Regions from separate parts of the Mus musculus genome. Here all the other regions are linked to region 1. A link is a contact called in public HiChIP or PLAC-seq and promoter capture Hi-C data. All regions are on one chromosome and are shown on one strand. The core of a region is the stretch at or near the end of the contact, and the rest is flanking DNA. Distances in the headings are between cores, read along the strand shown.

Evidence for each region. Promoter capture Hi-C pulls out the DNA fragments that hold promoters and counts their contacts. HiChIP or PLAC-seq counts read pairs in DNA pulled down with a chosen protein or histone mark. Capture Hi-C pulls out chosen DNA fragments and counts their contacts.
Region 2: a contact with region 1 is called in a promoter capture Hi-C map of pre-B cells, with 2.5 times the contacts expected there. The contact joins the promoter of Trmt61a here to the promoter of Inf2 in region 1. A contact is called at or near these places in 4 of 39 promoter capture datasets (embryonic stem cells, hippocampal neurons, liver and 1 more) and 3 of 115 datasets of contacts at active chromatin or transcription factors (epiblast stem cells, microglia and pancreatic cancer cells).
Region 3: a promoter capture Hi-C map of hippocampal neurons shows a contact between it and region 1, with 4 times the contacts expected there. The contact joins the promoter of Bag5 here to the promoter of Inf2 in region 1. A contact is called at or near these places in 2 of 39 promoter capture datasets (cranial neural crest and hippocampal neurons) and 3 of 115 datasets of contacts at active chromatin or transcription factors (embryonic stem cells, epiblast stem cells and pancreatic cancer cells).
Region 4: a contact with region 1 is called in a FOXA1 HiChIP or PLAC-seq map of pancreatic cancer cells. The contact joins the enhancer-like site here to the promoter of Inf2 in region 1. A contact is called at or near these places in 2 of 39 promoter capture datasets (cranial neural crest and maxillary cranial neural crest) and 3 of 115 datasets of contacts at active chromatin or transcription factors (embryonic stem cells, epiblast stem cells and pancreatic cancer cells).
Region 5: a contact with region 1 is called in a promoter capture Hi-C map of hippocampal neurons, with 6 times the contacts expected there. The contact joins the promoter of Klc1 here to the promoter of Inf2 in region 1. A contact is called at or near these places in 2 of 39 promoter capture datasets (hippocampal neurons and liver), 4 of 115 datasets of contacts at active chromatin or transcription factors (embryonic stem cells, large pre-B cells and pancreatic cancer cells) and 1 of 9 other capture datasets (embryonic stem cells).
Region 6: a contact with region 1 is called in a promoter capture Hi-C map of adipose tissue. The contact joins the promoter of Xrcc3 here to the promoter of Inf2 in region 1. A contact is called at or near these places in 7 of 39 promoter capture datasets (cranial neural crest, embryonic stem cells, hippocampal neurons and 2 more), 2 of 484 Hi-C or Micro-C datasets (muscle stem cells and stem cell-derived neural progenitor cells), 4 of 115 datasets of contacts at active chromatin or transcription factors (bone marrow-derived macrophages, embryonic stem cells, epiblast stem cells and 1 more) and 1 of 9 other capture datasets (adipose tissue).
Region 7: a promoter capture Hi-C map of neural stem cells shows a contact between it and region 1. The contact joins the promoter of Ppp1r13b here to the promoter of Inf2 in region 1. A contact is called at or near these places in 3 of 39 promoter capture datasets (cranial neural crest, embryonic stem cells and neural stem cells), 1 of 484 Hi-C or Micro-C datasets (embryonic stem cells), 3 of 115 datasets of contacts at active chromatin or transcription factors (embryonic stem cells, memory CD8 T cells and pancreatic cancer cells) and 1 of 9 other capture datasets (adipose tissue).

What each region holds. Positions count from the first base shown.
Region 1 is chr12:112,587,518-112,590,050 of GRCm38.p6, forward strand. It overlaps Inf2 (inverted formin, FH2 and WH2 domain containing), which reads left to right and starts at 1,267. Exons shown (of 23, transcript NM_198411.2): 1 at 1,267-1,378.
Region 2 is chr12:111,676,835-111,679,367 of GRCm38.p6, forward strand. Trmt61a (tRNA methyltransferase 61A) reads left to right here and starts at 1,271. Exons shown (of 4, transcript NM_001099793.1): 1 at 1,271-1,327; 2 at 1,769-2,128. The coding sequence starts at 1,798.
Region 3 is chr12:111,711,987-111,714,519 of GRCm38.p6, forward strand. Bag5 (BCL2-associated athanogene 5) reads right to left here and starts at 1,270. Exons shown (of 2, transcript NM_027404.2): 1 at 1,058-1,270. Coa8 (cytochrome c oxidase assembly factor 8) reads left to right here and starts at 1,283. Exons shown (of 5, transcript NM_026511.2): 1 at 1,283-1,432. The coding sequence starts at 1,307.
Region 4 is chr12:111,731,336-111,733,868 of GRCm38.p6, forward strand. Coa8 (cytochrome c oxidase assembly factor 8) reads left to right here. Exons shown (of 5, transcript NM_026511.2): 5 at 2,332-2,533. The coding sequence ends at 2,431. Among named protein-coding and RNA genes, the nearest start is that of Coa8, 19 kb to the left of the region's middle. Within about 2 kb of position 1,261, at least 88 of the 459 cell types and tissues checked have an H3K27ac peak or open chromatin away from gene starts, as enhancers often do. A contact at or near this core is called in pancreatic cancer cells, where this site is marked.
Region 5 is chr12:111,757,582-111,760,114 of GRCm38.p6, forward strand. It overlaps Klc1 (kinesin light chain 1), which reads left to right and starts at 1,268. Exons shown (of 16, transcript NM_001025360.2): 1 at 1,268-1,461.
Region 6 is chr12:111,812,612-111,815,144 of GRCm38.p6, forward strand. It overlaps Xrcc3 (X-ray repair complementing defective repair in Chinese hamster cells 3), which reads right to left and starts at 1,268. Exons shown (of 8, transcript NM_028875.3): 1 at 1,214-1,268. Zfyve21 (zinc finger, FYVE domain containing 21) reads left to right here and starts at 1,559. Exons shown (of 7, transcript NM_026752.4): 1 at 1,559-1,766. The coding sequence starts at 1,629.
Region 7 is chr12:111,906,783-111,909,315 of GRCm38.p6, forward strand. It overlaps Ppp1r13b (protein phosphatase 1, regulatory subunit 13B), which reads right to left and starts at 1,273. Exons shown (of 17, transcript NM_011625.1): 1 at 1,080-1,273. The coding sequence starts at 1,088.

The sequences.
Region 1 (2,533 bases), core at 17-2,516:
CCACTGCAGAAGAACCTGGAAAGATGACACAGTTCCCAAACACAGCCACTGCGGTCTCATGGGGGGATGAGGGAATGAGGGATGGTGACAGGCTGAGGCCAACAGTCCTCCAGGCTGGGGCCATAGTCACATTCCTCCTTTTGGGTAAATAAACACACCCTCTGACCAAAGGCCCAGGACAGAGTGAGTAAACCTTGCTGACCCCTTCCCAGAAGGAGCCACCAGACCTAGGTGATGTTGGGTAACCAGAATTGCAGCCCAGACAGAAGGTCTCTGTGCTGAGCGTTAGTGGGGCTGAGTGGCTCATTTGGTGGCTGCAGGGACTGTGCATTCTAAGAACAGCTGAGTCCCACTACAGGAACGGCCAAGACTTACATCCCAGGCTGGGCAGTGTCCAAGAGCCAGTCAGCACCTGCCTTGGCGGTGCACACCAAGCACTTTGGGGCCATCCCAACACTGGCTAGCTATCAAAGGTTGCTTTTGGCCCTGCGCTTGAGATGATAGGGCCGAGCAGGGGGCACAGAATACTGAGATGGACATTTACAGGCAGCCAAGGCTGTGCTTAATCCCATGTGGCAGAAGAGCACATAAACCCCCAAGCATGATGCTGTGTCCAGGATAGAATGGCTACAGGAGATCCAGAGCCCTTCACTCTGCCCACCCGCCACATGCCCTCCACCCAGCTTGGAAGATTCAAGGCTCAAGTAAGTGGAGACCCTTTATTCACGTTCATAAACCTTTTAAAGGTACAACTTCAAGCTGGAGAAACTGAGGGCGCACAGCCCAGGCTAGGGCCAGGGAGAGCACTTCAGCAGGTCCTCAGGACAGAGCTAGAAACTGGAAATAGCTACCTCCAGTGAAAAAAGGATGAAGGTAGGGACATCGGAGGACTCTCAAGATCAGCAGCCTACAGCAGGGCTCCCGTGTGGGAGGCAGAGCTGGACCAGAGGTGGTGGAGAACCTGACCAACTCGTGAGTCCACCAGATGGCCAGCGTAGGGGAGAGATAAGGAACGTGCTAGGGAGCCTGGGCGGGAACTGACAGTGAGGTCGGAGGCAAAAGGGCCATTCCCAGCAGGTCTCTAGAGAGTCCCGGAATGTCCCATTCCTTTTCATCTCTCCGCCCCCGCAGAGATGCCAGACCCGGGTGGGCAGGGCTTCCTTGGAGACCCCACCCCGCCCCGCCCCGGGCAGCACCGCCCCCCACGTGGCCGCCGCCGGGTGGGGCCGCACCTCCCCTTCCTCCCTCCAGCCCCGCCCGGCCCGCGAGCGCGGTTAGACTGTGCGGAAAGCAGCCGCGAGGCCGCCGCCCGCAGCCCCAGACGCTCCGGCGCCGGGACACAGCACTCTGCACCATCTCTCGGCTGTACCCCCACCCGGTAAGTCCGCGGCTTCGGGCTAGCCTGGAACGCAGAGGGAAACCGAGTCTGGGGGCAGTGAGGGAAATGGTTGGGGTTGAGGAGCGGACTGCCGCGTGTGCACCAAGGTGGCCAAGAACCTGGTCCCGCGCTCTTGGCCCTCGACTACGGGCTGATATGGAGATGATGCTCACTGCTCATAGGGTGTTTGCTCCGGGTCGGACTGGAGGAGTTCCCCCACCTTGCGGCTACCACATCCTGACCATGAATCAGCCACAGTTGAGAAAATAAACTTCAACTGGAGGTCCGCCTCCGGGATAGCACAGGGCGAGCTTGCGGCCCCGCCCTGACAGCTAGCTTCTAAAGATGCCCGCCGCCGGTGGGCTAAGGCAGACCTGAGAGAGTGACACAGCTCTGTTTCTTGTGGCTACCCCTGTCTACCCTCCTCCTGGGCAAGGACGCTGGGAATGAAGGTGATCTTAGCAGAAAGCCCAACTATGCTTTGGTGGACTCCCTAGAGGACTATGGGATGGAGAGCCGTCTATGGGCCCGTGTGTCCCGTCTTCTAACCGCTCAGTGCCCGGTGGCACACGGTGACAGGTTGGACACACCAGGAGTCAGCGGCAAAAATGACCCTGCTCCTTCCTGCCTTGGGCTCCAGGTCAGTGCACCCACTCTAAAGCTTGCACGCCCGGGTCGAAGCCAGAGTTGGGAAGTCCCTCCTTACCCGTCCTCTCTGGGCCTCAATTCCTTCTCTAAACTTGAAGGGTGAGGAGAGTGTCTCAGACTGTATCCCTTCAGGGTGTCACCCAGGGCAGGGGGCATTTGGGAAGCAGACACTGTAACCCCTAGAGCAAAAAAAAAAAAAAAAAAAAAAAAAAGGTGTTTGTTCCAAGGCTGGAGACTAAGGCTTCTCCCTGTCCCAACCCATTGGTTGGGGAGCAGCTGTGCAAGTTGACCTAGCTGGGGGTCCCCCTAGGACCAGGTAGGAGTTGCCCTGCCTGGCTCTGCCTTCCTACCTTTTCCTGGCGGTCTCTAAGCTTCCCTCCCTGGTACCCAAGCAGGCTGTTGGCAAGGGTTCTGCTCCTGAGGGGTTAACCTCCAGCTGAGGCCCCTCATTTTGTGGGGGTGCTGATGGCTGTCTAGCTAATTGCACCCATCTCGCTGTGCTGAGAC
Region 2 (2,533 bases), core at 21-2,520, 910 kb before region 1:
CCCCCCCCCCCCGTTGAACTCATAGGTTGGGTGGGGATGTAATCAGGCCTGGTCTCCATGCCACCGAGAAGCTGAGGAAGAGGAACCTCCCAGGAGAAGTGAAAAGTCTAACTCTCCAGAGGGGCAATTAGGATGTGTATTGGGCTGTGCACCACCAAGGGAATGAAGTACCCTGTTAGAACAGGGGTTGTGGGGGCAGGGAGGATGGGATAAGGAGTTTCTGAAGGGAAGTCCTGGAAAGGGGAAAACATTTGAAATGTAAATAAATTATTCAATAAAGACGAAAAAAAGAAAGAAAAGGGTTGTGGGGCTGTGGATATGGCTGGGATGTCTCAGCTGAAGACATGGGCGACCAAGAAAAACCCTCACTGTCTGTCCTTCCAGGGCTATCATACTAAGGTCAATCAGGGCAGAAATTTGAGGAGGTCTGAAGTCAGGCACCTGAGTTTCTAGGGCAAGGACATCACAGGTTGGCCTAGCCTGGCCCCAGAGGATCCCTATAGGCTGGCGGGATTCTAGAAAAGGCAGGCTGGGTCAAAGTCTCTTCATGGAGAGTGCAGCCTTAAGCTGGTCACTGCTGCTGGTTCTGCATAGCTAACGTTTCCTTCTCTTCTTTTCTACCAGCTGAGGTGTGCAGGAAGGCTCTCCACTCTCTCTGCCCCATGCCTGCCTACTCCCCTCTCCACTGCACACCCGGAGGAAGAATCTTCCTTCACTTCATAGGCTCTCAAGATGCCAGGGATCCTGGAAAGGGACGCTTTGTGCCCTCCCCCTCAGGCAGGACCTGGCCTAGGGCCACTTTTGCAGAATACTCCAGACTAACTCTACTCCTTTTACTCGGCCCAGCCCTAGCCAAAGTCTTTGAGCTAACCCTCATCCCTTTGCCTGCGTTTCCACTTTATGGCATTTATTCTGGAGCCCAGACAGGGTGTTTCAGAGCTGTTTGCAATGACAAAAATGTCCTGGTGGGCCATAGTAGGGAGGTCCTGGGGTTACATAGTTGTCAAAGTGCTCTTTAGGGTCATGCGTATCCCGCGGGCAGACACTTCGTGCACCGGGCAGCCCTAAAAGGCCGCGCGCGGACAGGCCGCGGGCGAGCAGGGGACTTTTATTTCGCACAGCGCTCGGATCTCTTAGGCAACGTGCAAGCCTGCACAGAAGAACACAGCCGAAGAGACGCCAGCCAGAAAAGGTCCTCTGGGAGCACGCAAAGGACAGCGCGGCGACTCCCAGAGAGCCCTGCGTTGGTTTGACGTCATCAAAAAGCACCGGAAGTGCTACGGCCGCCGTGGAGCCACGTGTGGAGCCGGGAGCCGGTTTATGCTGCGTGAGTTTCCGAGCTGGGAGCGGCGCTCCGGGCTTGCTGGCAGGTCCCGTGCTGTTCGGCGGGAGGCCAGCCTTCCCTGCCGTCGGGAGCCCTCCGTGGAGACTCTGGGCAAGGGGCTACGGGGATTCCGGGCTCGGAGGTGGCTTCTCTCCCCTGCTGTGCACGCTATCAGAGGCTGCCGCCTTCACACTAGGGGATTCTGGTTCTTCATGTGTGGGAATCCTTGGGCTCCTGTCGCTGTGCACTCTCTTGTGTACTCCGAGAATAGAGACCTCCAGAAGGGCTCCATATGTTAGGCTAGAGTGCAGCTCTGTTGGGTTGGCTAAGCAAGTCCGCTAACCCTGCTCAGAACCCAGGCCCCACAGACCTCTCTGTCCAGACCACAGATCTTCATCCTGCCTCCTGGTCCTCTGACCTCACGTCCACACACCACTTCTCCAGGTCCCTGACCCTTGGCAAACGTTAACACCATGAGTTTCGTGGCATACGAGGAGCTGATCAAGGAAGGCGACACAGCCATCCTGTCACTGGGGCACGGCTCGATGGTAGCAGTGCGTGTGCAGCGTGGGGCACAGACCCAGACCCGGCATGGCGTCCTGAGGCACTCGGTGGACCTCATTGGCCGCCCATTTGGCTCCAAGGTGATTTGCAGCAGAGGCGGCTGGGTGTATGTGCTGCACCCCACTCCTGAGCTCTGGACAGTGAACCTGCCCCACCGCACGCAGATCCTCTACTCCACCGACATTGCCTTGATCACCATGATGCTGGAGCTGCGTCCCGGTTCTGTGGTCTGTGAATCAGGTGAGCTCCTCTGGTATGAGCTCAGATAAGACGGTTTGCAGCCGATCCTTCCTGCAGTTGTGCGCTGAACTACTTGGTTCTTCTAGCTTTTATTTAGCAACTCCGCTTGCAAGGGAGGGTGTGGCTGCAGGGAGTGAAGCCAGAAGCAGTACTAGCTGCTGTCATCGAAATGGCAGCTGATGGGAGCTAACCTGGGTTGGAGAAGAAAGAGGAGGAGGTGCCCTATGAGGTCGGAGCTGGGATTGCTTGATGCTGGCCAAGGTGCTGACTGCTTTTTTTCTAGGCCAGCTGCCCCTTCCTGGAGGGAGGCTGGATACTCCAGAGCTCATTGCAGAGAGAAGTCTGTCCCACACTTACAGCCAGGCCCTTCCCTAGTTCCATCGAAGATTAGCACTGTCACTGATA
Region 3 (2,533 bases), core at 20-2,519, 880 kb before region 1:
ACACAAAAGGTTTCGTCAAAGGTGTAAAAGGTTGCTTGAGGAAAGGGAAGATGTGACATGTCAACTCCCTCTCCTGAAAACAGCTGGACAGGAACAAAACAAAGCAAGCTCACCGGTGTGCTGGTGTATCCCTACAATCCTAGCGTCGGGGATACAGAGGAAAGGGAACTACGAATTCAAGATCACCATGGGCTACTTGGTGACCCTAAGAATTCAAAGCAAAACGGAAATAGGGGAACACGGTAGGGATTTGAACGACAGACAGAAGGTCCTCATGATCCAGCCTGGGTGGATGTCTAGGCCTATGAATTCTGTCTTAAACCATGAGAGCGAGCTGCGTACACTGCCATTCTAGTCAACCCACCAGGTTAGCAACACAATTTCCTTAGATCCCCCCCCCCCCCATCCTAATCTACTCTCTGGAACCAGTTTGGAAGTTAACAGTAGCTCTTCCACACTCACAGGAGCACCATTCGTCCAGACAGCTAGCTAACTTTCTACTTTTCTGAAAGAGGAGCTACGAAACTTCCAAATCCTCACCCTGACTTCAAATACCCGCCGCCCAAACCTGCCGACTGCGATTAACTCGGTCACTCGCCTCCCGGTATGTGCGCTTAGAGCATTTCCCACGCTCTCAGGTTTCTGTCAAACAGCTCACTTCTGGCGGGCAGGCCACAGAACTCAGTCCCCGGGAGGGTCCAAGCCCGGCCCTCGCAGAGCTTTTACCCCGGGAGGTCTGGGCGGCGGCGGTCTTGGCTGCCGCGGGGGGCTGCGAGGTGGGAGATCGGCCCTTCACGGGGAGCGGCACCGCAGCGGTGCCCCCAGCGGCATCCCCCCTCGCCCTTCCCGGCTAGGTCTGACCCGGGCAGCCGGTGAAGGGGCCGGCGGAGGCGGCGGCAGCTACTGGCCGCGGCGGCCGCTCCCGGGTCTCGGCCCGGCCGGACGCGCCGCCGCCTGACCTCACAATGGGCGCGCGGCGGGCGCGGGCCTGCGCAGCGAGGGCGGCGGAGCGCCCGAGGCCGGGAGAACGGAGCTCGCGCCCTCGCCCCACGCTCACCTGGGCCGCACGCGCCATCGCGCCCCGCCACCTACACTTCCGCAGCGTTGTCGCCGTCCTCGCAGAGCGGGCCCGTCAGCAGTGAGCCCGGGGAAAACTTGTCCTCTCCTCGTCCCGCGCGGGCCCCGCCGCCCGGCGTCCGTCCCAGGGAATGCGCACGGTCGGCCTCGCCGCGCGTCGGCTCGGGCTTTGCGACGCCGCCGTAACGCCAACCTTTCCACTGTCGCGATCCTGCCGTACGCGCGGGCCATGGCGGCTTTGCGGCCCGGAAGCAGAGCGCTTCGCCGGCTTCTCTGCCGGTCCTTCTCCGGCGGCGGCGGCGTTAGGTTGGCCCGTGAGCGCCCTACGGATCACAGGGATGCGGCGTCCAGCCGGGTAAGCGGGACGCCGGGGGCGCTGGCAGGGAGGAAGGCCGCCGAGCAAACCCACGCCGCCTGCACCTCTCCGACGGACTGATGATCACTGCCCGGGATCCGCTGTGGAGAGCGCGAGCCTTGCTTATCCCCGAGTTAATTCCCATTTGTATTAACACAGCTCTTGAAGGGTGTTCTTTCTCATTTTCGCATCGTTAAGATTAGTGTTCGACTTAAAGCCGTGGCTGACTTCATCATCCCACTTCTGTAGACTTCGCATTGTTTGTAAACGTGCACGCGATGTCAGAGATCCACAGTGCAGGTCTGCAGCAAGAATGGGCGTGAAGCCTTTTTCAAAAAAACAATTGCTGGGCTGGAGAGATGGTTCAGCTGTTAGGAACACCGAAGACAGTAACAATGCACTCACATATATAAAACTAAATAAAGCTTTTTTTTTTTAGTCAGTTGCACTTCTTTTTTTTTTTTTTTTAAGATTTATTTATTTATTATATGTAAGTACACTGTAGCTGCCTTCAGACACTCCAGAAAAGGGAGTTCACATCTCGTTACGGATGGCTGTGAACTACCATGTGGTTGCTGGGATTTGAACTCTGGACCTTCCAAAGAGCAGTCAGGTGCCCTTACCCACTGAGCCATCTCACCAGCCCTCAGTTGCACTTCTTTGCAACAGAATGCTTTGCTTAAGGAAGGCCTAGGTTGCCAGGCGTGGTGGCCCACGCCTTAATCCCAGCACTCGGGAGGCAGAGGCAGGCAGATTTCTGAGTTTGAGGCTAGCCTGGTCTACAGAGTGAGTTCCAGGACAGGGCTACACAGAGAAACCCTGTCTCGGGAAAAAAAAAAAAAGGCCTAGGTTTAGAGTCTATCAGTCATATGAAAACGCTAAGGCTGGAGGTAAAACATTAATCAGTGGCTACTAACACTTCAATGACCACTAAGCTAGTGATAGAGACTAGAGAGCTTGGTTTAAGCAATAATGAAGAGAGGGAAGGAGGGATGAGGAGAGAGAAGAGAGATGGAGAAAATTAAGAATTGCAAAATGTGCTTGCTGTGAAAATTTTCATCTCTGCTATGCTGTGTCTCCTTGCACACTTTTAGCTTTGAA
Region 4 (2,533 bases), core at 11-2,510, 860 kb before region 1:
ATGGTTGTGAGCCACCATGTGGTTGCTGGGATTTGAACTCCGGACGAGCAGTCGGGTGCTCTTACCCACTGAGCCATCTCACCAGCCCTCTGTCAGAACTCTTGATCAGTAGAGATCAAAGGCCACAGGAGAGCCATGCAGGGACCAGCAAGGAGCCTGAACTGCAGGGTGAGTCACCCTCCCAAGCAGAACATGCAGAGCATTACAAAACACCATTGTGTACACACACACACACACACACACACACACACACACACATCTGTGTGAGCACTCAAGAAAGCAAGCTCTGGTCTCTTCTGTATGTACGGCTCGTGTGGAAAAGCTTCCCTGCCCGGTGCCAAAGGTAGTCAAAGGTGAGCACACAAAGGGACACTCGGGCTTGCTGCTGGTGGCATCACTCGGGAGGCAGAGGCAGGTGAGCTATGAGTGTGAAGCCAGCCTGGTCTACAGAGTGAGTTCCAGGACAGCCAGCGCTGCCCTGAGAAACTCTGTCTTGGAAAACAAAACAAAAAGAACACTCAGAAACAGTGATGTAAGTATTTCCCTGGTGGCCACACAGGGCTAGACACTCGTCATCCCTCATCAACCCTGACTGCTAACGCCACCGGTCAGCAAAAGCTGTGGGATTGGATGGTGACAGATGAGGGTGCCACACCCGAGGCCTAACTAAGCATGTCCTCATCGGTGGCCCAGGGTGCTGCCGGAGGAAGGACAGCCACGCCTGCAGCTGTTCAGGAGACTGACGTGGGCTGAAGTGTGGTCGGGCTTCCAAATTGAAGCACCAGCTCATAGGAAAAGTAAGGGCTGTGTATATGTGGGGCAGGCACGAGAACCTGAGCGCCTGCCTGCCCAGTCCTGAGCTCTTGTGACAGGTGTCTCATGGAGATGGGATAGGTGTGTCTGGGCCAGCTCATCATCCTGACAGATTAGTGGGTTTTGTTTGTGAAAGGATCTCACTATGTGGTTCTGGCTGTTCAGAAACTCACTGTGTAGCCCAGGCTAGCCTCAAACTCACAGAGGTTCTGTCTACCTTCACTTCCCAAGTGCTCAGATTAGAAGTGTAGGCCACCATATGGTTGGCCTGATAAATCTGAATTTTTTTTTTTTTTTGAGATTTTAGTTTTTTTGTTCTGCCTGGTACTGCAATTAAGATGCAACTCGAGATTTGCATTAAAATGCAGCAGTGACAGGGCTGGCTGTGGCCAGAGCGGCAAGGTCTCCGAGAACGTGGGCGGCATTGGAGGCTGGATGCGCTTCGAAGGGAGCAGTCTGCGGCTGCGGCTGCGGCTGCGCTGTGTTGCTTTGACCCAGTTAGGCGCTCAGCCACGTGAGCTCACGGACACAGCGCACGGCTGCCCCCTGCAGGCTGTGTGTGCGCAGGCTCTGTGAGGCTGCCTCCGCTCGGAAACAGGGAGGCTTTGCTGGCTTCCTTTGCTGGTTTCTCTGCTTGACTGTCCAGATCATCTGCCTCACAAGAGCAGTGGGGCTCTTCTTGCCTGAGTCACACGGGGTGGCCTCTTGCTCCCCCAGAGCCTTCCTGTTTACTTAGGGTTCTGCTTGACAGCAGGTTGTGAGTTATAAAGTTCTCAGGAAGGTAGATGGAGTTTGTGGACCTACACTGTGGCTGACTTGTGCTGTCACCTCCTTAGGGCTCTGGCTCCTCTCTTACCTTCTGTGCTGAGATCCAAGGGTCAGTGAATCCAGCCCTAGCAGAAGTGCTCAGGGCCTGGAACGGCTGGTGGCTTTGGGGCAGCAGGGGCTTGCACCCAGGATCTGAGATGTGCCTTTCCTCTATGCAGTAAGCCCTCCACACTTCACCTCACCGTTAGGCTCAGTGGGTGGGCCCAGTGGGTGGGCTTCCACTTACGACGTGTAGGCAGCAGCCTGTGTATTTTCTCTGTCCAGATTCTGCCAGGGTGTGTATGAGAGCATCAGAGACCCAGGAGAAGGAGAACGTTGTGACAGTCAGCTTCCTTCTGTGGGATACTTTGTCTCATACAAATTAGACCCAAGCAGAGCCCCACCCCAATCCCAGGTCCCTGGAAAGCCTGGTAGGCTGTTCCATGGCGCTACTCATCACTGCCTGTCTAGGATGCTGCTGGATCCTCAGAGCATCCTAGGAATCTGCTAATACAGGCCAGGGGAAGATTAGAGCTCTCTATACTTAGGGAAACTCTCTCTCTCTCTATGTGTGTGTGTGTGTGTGTGTGTGTGTGTGTGTGTGTATTCTGCTGGGGTGGAAGTAGGGAGTCAGGTGACTGTGGCACCTCCAGGAAAGCTGCTGATCAGGCCTGACACTGCAGTTGACTGGGGTCCTCTCTTTCTCTGTAGAGACTGGTACAAGCGTAATTTTGCCATCACTTTCTTCATGGGGAAGGTGGTCCTGGAGAGGATGTGGAGCAAGCTAAGGCAAAAGAAGACAAGCAGTTAGGAGGAGCCCACCAGAACTTGACCCACAGCACCGGAACCTGACCCACAGCTCCAGGTTCTGTTTATGAGGCCCTGGACACTAAGCGAGCACAGTCCCTTGGGC
Region 5 (2,533 bases), core at 18-2,517, 830 kb before region 1:
CAGCAGGGGTGCTCCTGTCTCAAGATTTAATGGAGTGTTCTACGCTGGTTCCGTGGTCCTGTTCTTTCCTGTGTGTGTCAGCACAATTTTCTGACCTTGGAGTTTGGGTCATGTGCCACTCCCTCACCACTCTGCCTGCAATTTTACTGTTTTCAACAAGTCAGATTCTGTTTGAGCTTGTTTTTTCTCATTGGAATGGGAGCTGGCCAGCAGACACCATCTGCCACTTTATGTACCTGGGTCTTCCTGTGAGAACCTTGGGAACTTAGTGGATATCAGTTGAAGGGGCAAAAGAACGAGATGATAAAGCTTGAACAAAGCAATGGCAGGGACAGATGAAACAAAAAAGCCCTTTGCTTGCTGAAGAAGTGTGTGCATATACAGGACTCGGAGGGGCAGTGATTGACCCATGGGAAAGAAATGGGCTCCCGCTTAGCCTACTCTTTTCTTTCCAACACCACCTGGGCAGGGGCCGTCATATGCTTTGTTCAGATGTATGGCAGTGGCTGAAGAGCCGGCGACACCCAACATCCAAGCAGCAGTTTGTGTGCTGGGGCAAGTGAAGCCTGCAGTAAAGACTGAACCCACAGCCTCTCCTTAGGCCAACATGGGCTGCTGCGCTCCCCACGGGAGCTGCCCCTTTATTGGCCAGCCTTTGAATTTTCTAGGAGGTCAAAGTAACTGGATCTGCTTGTTAAGATCAAAAGCACCTGCCTCCCTGATGTTGGTAGGTATAAGTGCAGGGTGGAGGACCGCAGCAGGTTCTGGGCAATACCATCAGAAGAGGGAAGCGTTTCCCAAGGTGGGGAGGCTGTGGGCATTCGCAACCCCTCCCCGTTAGTAATACAACCGCGCCATTCTGGAAACGTCTAAAGGCACCTGGAGGGTTCCCAAGCCGGTGGCAGGCAAGCTCGGCCTTGCCACTGACTCAGCGTCCCCTCCAACCCGCTGCTGAGTCAGGCCTGCAGTTGGGGTGCCAGGCGGCTGTGCGAGGCTCAGGAGCAACCTGAGCTGGCAAGCCTGCCCTTTGGGCCAGGCTGGAGGTCGAGCGAGAGCTGCGGCCAGGAGCGAGCCGCAGAGGGTGGGTCCTGGCCGCCTGGCGATCTTCCCGTCCTCCACGGGTGGAGGCGCGGCGAGGGAAGCCTCCCGGTCTGAGGCCACCACACACAGATTAGAGAGGCTCCTGGAGAGCTCCGGGCTGCGGACCCCAGCCTCAGTTTCCCCTGAGCCCCGCCCGGCGGCGCGAGGGCGGGTGACGTCACGGCGCACAGCATTGTGGGGCGGGCGCGGCGCCGGCGACGCCATTTTCGGCGGCGGAGGGTGGCGCGAGGCTGCGGAGCGCGGGTCAGGGTGAGGATGCTGCGGGGCGGCTGCGGAGGCGCCGCTTGCTGCTGAGGCGGCTGGGCTCTGCGCGGCCTCGGCCTGTGACAGCGCGACGAGCGCGACTCTCCCGATCGGACGGTGAGTGCGCGGCCTGGTCCCCGCCCCGCCCCGGGCTCCGCGCGGCTGGTGCGCAGTGCTCCAGACGCGGCCGCGACCCCTTCCCGCCTGCATCCTCCGGGCTGAGGCTTCTGGACCTTTCCGTCCACCGCCGCATCTGCACCCGGCCCTTCCAGGCTGCGATTTTGCTCCTCCGCCCGAACCCAGTCCCCTCCCTGGCCTTTCCATCCCTGTCTGCACCCTGGGGTTCCCTCTCCTCTCCGCTCCGTCCGCGCCCCTCCGTGCTCCGGTCTCTTGTCACCTCTGCCTGCGCGCCAGTAGTCTGCGGTCCTTGTCCTCTCTCAGCCTGTGCACATCCAGCAGGGGTTTCTGTCCTTTCTCCGCCTGCGCCTTTCTAGGCTCGGGTCTCTTGTCACCTCTCTGCGCTCCTCCAATCTGCGGTCCTTGTCCCTGTCTACCTGCGCCCCTGCTTTGGGTCCCTTCCCTGTCACTGGCTGCGCCCCTCCTGGCTGGGGTCTTTGTCGTCATCTCTCTGCCTGTACATCCAGGCTGAGGCTCTTCTCCCTTCCCTTCCTGTTCTGGTTCGGGTCCTGTCCTATCTCTGCCTGTCCCTCTCTGAGTTGAGGTCCTTGTCCCTTCTTCGTCCGTGACCCTCTAGGTTTGGGGCTCAGCTCTCTCTGCCTGCACTCTAGACTTCTGTTCCTGCCCCTTCTCTTCCACTCCCCTCCTGTGTCCCTCAGGCTTCTGTCCCATCTGTGTTCAGGGCCCCGCCCTGACTCGGGCCTCGGGGCGGGGGCGGCCTTCCAATGGCAGCTGTGGGCTTAAGGGACCCAAAGCCTGTCTGCTGAGGTCCTGAAGAGGTGGTGGTGGTGGTAGTGTGTGTGTTGGGGGTCAGCCGACTGGCTTTGTCTCAGGCCTCCCCGCCCTTCTAGCCCCCACCTCTCCCCGGCACCGCCCTGGGTGGCGTGCTGTCATGCTGTGGTCCATGGCCAGTGGCCAGCCAGTCTCTTTCTTTCAGTGGCCGGGTGTGGAATCTCCCTGTGACCTGAATGTGCCCGGCCTGGAGTGCTTTTCCTTGTTACATGTGGAGCCC
Region 6 (2,533 bases), core at 18-2,517, 770 kb before region 1:
GAAGAGGCAGCTCCACCGTACCAGAAAGCACAGAGAAAGTCTCCCGAAAGGGGCCCGGAGGGGACAGCACCAGGCCAGTGTGAGGAAAGGCGTGTCCTACAGTACACTGCAATGGGTTCAAATGACAGTGCCAAGAGGCACTAAGGATGGGGTGGAGTGGCTCAGGAGCCAAGTTTGAGGAGGCCGAGGACGTGAGATCTGGTGCTGGGCAGGTTTGGTGGGCTGCCAGTAATCCCAGGGCTCAGAAGGCAGAGACAAGTTCCTCAGAGCAGGCCGACAGGCTGAATCTGTGGACTTTGGGTTCGTAGGGCAAGTGATGGAGGAATATATGTCAGACATCTGCCTTCCACACACGCACACACATCAGTACGGATGCAAACGGACATACACGTATGTACATACAACACACACACATACACCACACCACACAGGGCAGGAGGGAAGGGAGAACATGCTTTCAGACACAAAGCTCTGGCACCAGAACTCAAAGGTCCCCCAAGCCATCGCTACAGCGTCCAGTGGTGAACCAGAGCAATCACAGGGCTTGGTGGAGACTGGACAGAGGACATAGTCAGGGGCGGGTTCTATCTGTGCACCCGCAAATGCCAAGGCCTTGAGGCAGCTAACCTTGCTTTACAAAGTGCCACTGAGCAACTTCTACTTCAACACTGAGAACCTGTGTCTCAGACAAAAGCACAGAGCTCCATGCTCCACTTGGCCGCCTGCCTTCCGGAGAAGTAGGGTTACACCAGCTCATCCCTCCAACTGGGCTAGAGTGTGTCCAATTGTGTCAGAGAGAGAGCAAAGCTCCTGGGTAGCTGATTTGGCCAATTACCCAAAGAAGCTAGAGGGTGAGGCGCGCGCGGTGGCTCACACCTGTATCAGTGCGAGGAAGGCTGAGGCAGGACTGCTGAATCCAAGGCCAGCCTAGGCTACACGCACAATGTGACTCGTCCTTACGAACACCACAAGAAAAACAAAAGTCACAGATCAAATCTGCAGCGAGTGGTCACGCTGTGGCTGGCCTGGGACTCTAGTGCGGAAAGCAGGTCCCGCGCTCAGTTCGATTCCTTCAAACCCCGCTACGGGCTTGAAGGGGTGCCCCGCTGGGGAAGCTCGTTCTTGAGTCCCGACCTGGGGCGCTCGAAACCCACAGTGTCCTCTGTCCTCTCCCGCCACCCCATGTTCGGCCACTCGCGATCAGCTAACTCACCTCCCGGATCAGCGACCCCGCAAGTCTCCCGCGCGCTCCGCCCGCTCCTGAAGCCCCGCCCATCTCAATCTTCTCTTCCAATGAGAGGCCAGAGTCCGAGTCTGCTCCACCCAGAAGAAACGAAGAGGCGCCTACGTGGCTGACTAATTGGCCAATCCGAAGTCACACTCTCCCTAGAGGGGCGAGGGTGCCCCTCCGGTCTTCACCGCCGATTGGTGGCCAGCCGTAGGGGCGGGATCCTTGCACGGATTGGAGAAGGGCGACTCTGGGGCGGATACTACTCTCCGATTGGTTCATATTACGAGCTCTGGCTGCGGATTGGGCTTCGGAGCTGTCATCGTGTCTGCGGGCGGGGCGGGGTGGCGCCTTGTGTGGGCTCAGCGCGGGCGGTGGCGTGAGGGGCTCAGGCGGAGACATGTCCTCGGGGGTGGCCGCGCGTCGCGACGCCAAGAAGCTTGTGCGCTCGCCAAGTGGCCTGCGCATGGTGCCGGAGCACCGCGCCTTCGGAAGCCCTTTCGGCTTGGAGGAGCCGCAGTGGGTTCCGGACAAGGAGGTGCGTCCTAGCCCCCGGGTCCCCAACCCGAGCCGGGGCGTCTCCCGCCTCCGTCCTAGGGACGCTCGGCCGCGGCTCCCCTCCGGGCGTTCCCGCTGTCCCTTCTGCGCTGTGGGGCGTTTTCCATTCCTTGGCGGTCATTGGCTGCGCGGTGCGGAGCCCCGGGGAGGCCCGAGGGGGAGCGGTGGAGCGGCTCACCCGTGAGCCGTGCGCGAGTTTGGGGCTGGAGTGTGTCCGTGGGGCGAGGGTGAGGGAGTCCGCCTCCACCTGCCCACGGAGGAACGGTGCCAAAGGGTTTGCAATCTTCGAAGTTCTAAACTCTGCAAAGCTTGGCCACTTGGGAGAAAATAGGAGCAATTCACGCATTCCATGCGATTTTATTTCAAAGCAAATTAAATATCTTTAAAAGACACCAACGAAAGTACTGGCGACTTTGATAAACTTTGAAACAACTTTTCTTCATTTATTCATGTGTGTATGTGCCTTTGTCCCCAATGTCACAGCGCTGGTGTGTAGATCAGAGGATAATTTGTAGAAGAGAGTTTTCTTAAACCATCTGGGTCCCAGGGACGGAATTCAGGTCTCAGGTGTGGCGGCACGTGCCTTTACTTGGTGAGCTATCTTAATGGCTCGTGTAAATTCATCCATGTTTCTGTTTCTCTCCCTCCTTCCCTTTCTCCCTCTCCTTCCCTTCCTCCCCTCTCCCCCTCCCACCTCCCCGTCCTTGGCCTAGCACTCATAAGATCTGCCTTCAGAGTGCTAGGCAT
Region 7 (2,533 bases), core at 23-2,522, 680 kb before region 1:
AACAAGCCTAACACCAAAGGATTTAAGGATCAAGTAGGTTAAATCTTAAAACTCCACCAACACCAGGGGTTGGAATCAGTTCAAAAGGAGGGAGAAGAGATTATCAAGAAACAGGAAATTATTTGAAGGGGTGGTGGTTTGTAAACTAATGAGCTTGGGTGCAGCATAGCAGAACGACAGTATTCAAGTAAAAATGCAGAGACATATTTCCCCTCTGAAACGTGATCTTTCCACGTAGGCTTCAATTTTTTTTTTCTGTGGATCTGGGATATATAAACTCAGTGATAGAAACACTGGCCTAGTCCTGCAAAGCCCAGGTTTGACCCCCAGCACTTCTAAAACAAGCGAACAAAAAAAAAAAAATAGATTGTGTGTTATTTTATTAGTCTGAGATTTTTTTACTCAATAGACACTCTAAAAACAACACGCCCAACTGGGTACAATCTATGTCACGTTTTTTCCCATTAATTACGACGTATACACTTCACAAAAAGCCTATTTAAAAAAGGAGAGAATTCAGCATCCACTGCTGCTTGTACCGCACGCAGGTAAAGGAAAAGGCAAAGAAGGTGGCAACCCCCAAAACGAAGGTCTTCCTGGCCAAAAGCATCCTTAAGAGCAGGACAAAGGCTCGAGTGACACACAACCGGCTCAACCTTAAGGACATAGGGACATCACGCCAGGTGGAGCAAATGTACCCACGGAGAAGCCTCGGCAAGGGGATTCCTAAGATGGCTCTCTGAATCCACGCACGGCATGCGTTCCTCCCAGTGCAGGGGAAACACATATTCCGAGCGTGCGAACACCGCACCCGGGTGCCCTCGCCGAGGAAATCGAGGCACCGGTCGCTGGCCGGGAGGGGCCGTACACGCCGCAGCCCCGCGCAGCCCGCAGCCCTGCGGAGGCCGCTCGCCCTGTCGGCGACCCCGCCCACGCTCGCTCTCTCGCCCGCCCGCTGACAGCCGCCGCCCCCACCTGCCCCTGCGCTCGCTCGCCCTGCACGCCCGCCCGCCGCTTCCTCCCTGCCGGGCCCGCCTCGCGCGGGGGCCGGGGAACGAGGCGCCGCCGCCCGCACCCACCGGCATCATCGCGGCGCCGTCCGCCGCGCCCGCGCCGCCTGACAGGACGCCGCTCCGGCCGCCTCACAGGCCTCGCACCCGCTGCGGCGCCCTGCGGCCCGGCTGCGGCGAGGCGGCAGCTGCGGAGAGCCGCGCAGCCCTCGCTCGTCCTGTCGCGCCGCCCCGCGTGCCGCGTCGCCGTCCCTCAGCCGCCGCCACCGCCTCTGCCGAAGCCGGCCGCCTTCCGCCACCCACTCGGCTCACCCCGCAGGCTGCGGAGGCCCCGCCCCACGCGTCGCTCCCCCACCCGCCTACGCCACCTATGATTGGTCCGGTGGGGGTAGGCGGGATAAGAGGGCGGGGCTTCTCCGCCGCGGCCAGGTGAGAGCGCGCTCGTGCGCGTCTGCGCTCTCGGCGGCGGGGGAGGGGCGCGCTGCGGACGCCGACCCCGCCCCTCCTCCTGCATACCAGCAAAGGGGGCGTTGGGGCGCCCAGGGACCTCCGAACCTTGTGTCTGCGAGACTTCGGCTCAGGGTCACCTCGGACGAATAGGAAGCAAAGGACAGAGAGGAAAGGGCGGCTGGGTCCGGCCCACAGTCGCGACCGGTGGAGACTCGAACCTCTCAGGTCCGAGAGGCCAGTGGCGAGCTGGCCACAGACCAACTCTGACCGTAACATATACCCTAGGTGTCCAGCGCTATGCGAGGCTACAGGCCGGATCCTATCAGGCGGGCACAGGGTGTCCCCGATGTGTCTGCATCAGCCGATTGCATACCGCTCAGTGTCCCGGGCCCCAGAGACCTGGGACTCTGCCCCCGCTTCCACCGCGGGCTGAGCCATTGAAGCCTTCCTGGACAGGACATACAGGCTCTCAGCCTCAGCCCTTCACACGATCCATCCCAAGACCGAAGGACCCATCCCCACCTGTGTCAGTATCCTTGGAGATCCAGCTGGAACGTCCCAGGGCAGAGTCCAATCTGTACCTTCAGGGTCCAGGTCTGTCCTTAGAATGCTGTCTCCTGTGTCATTTTTCCCTCCAACTAGGGAGCCTGAGTGACAGAGGGTAGAGCAGGCCCCAGAGCAGACCCTCAGCAGAGGCTGCCGGGTGGGCAGGCACCCTTTCTGAGTACTCCACATTGTGCCATTTGCCTGAACTCTGACAGATGAGACACAACGGCTGATGAGCTGCACCGGGCTTAAACTTCCATGAGATTCCAGAAACATGAAGACAGCTGGATGACCCCAAACACAGAAAGGGTAGATCACCTTGGGAAGTACCCAACCCCTGGAGAGGGCAGCAGATGTTGATCAGGGGCAGTTTATAGCCTGTCTGGTTCTCTGAGTGGCGGGAGGCTGCTGCTAAGTCGGGGCAGAGAGAGGGAGGAGGCCAGAGTTACACCAGCCCCCTTATGGGCAGCCACACCTGAGCTTAAGAGGCCATGGGGGTTAGTGATTGAGAGCGTGGACTTTCCAGT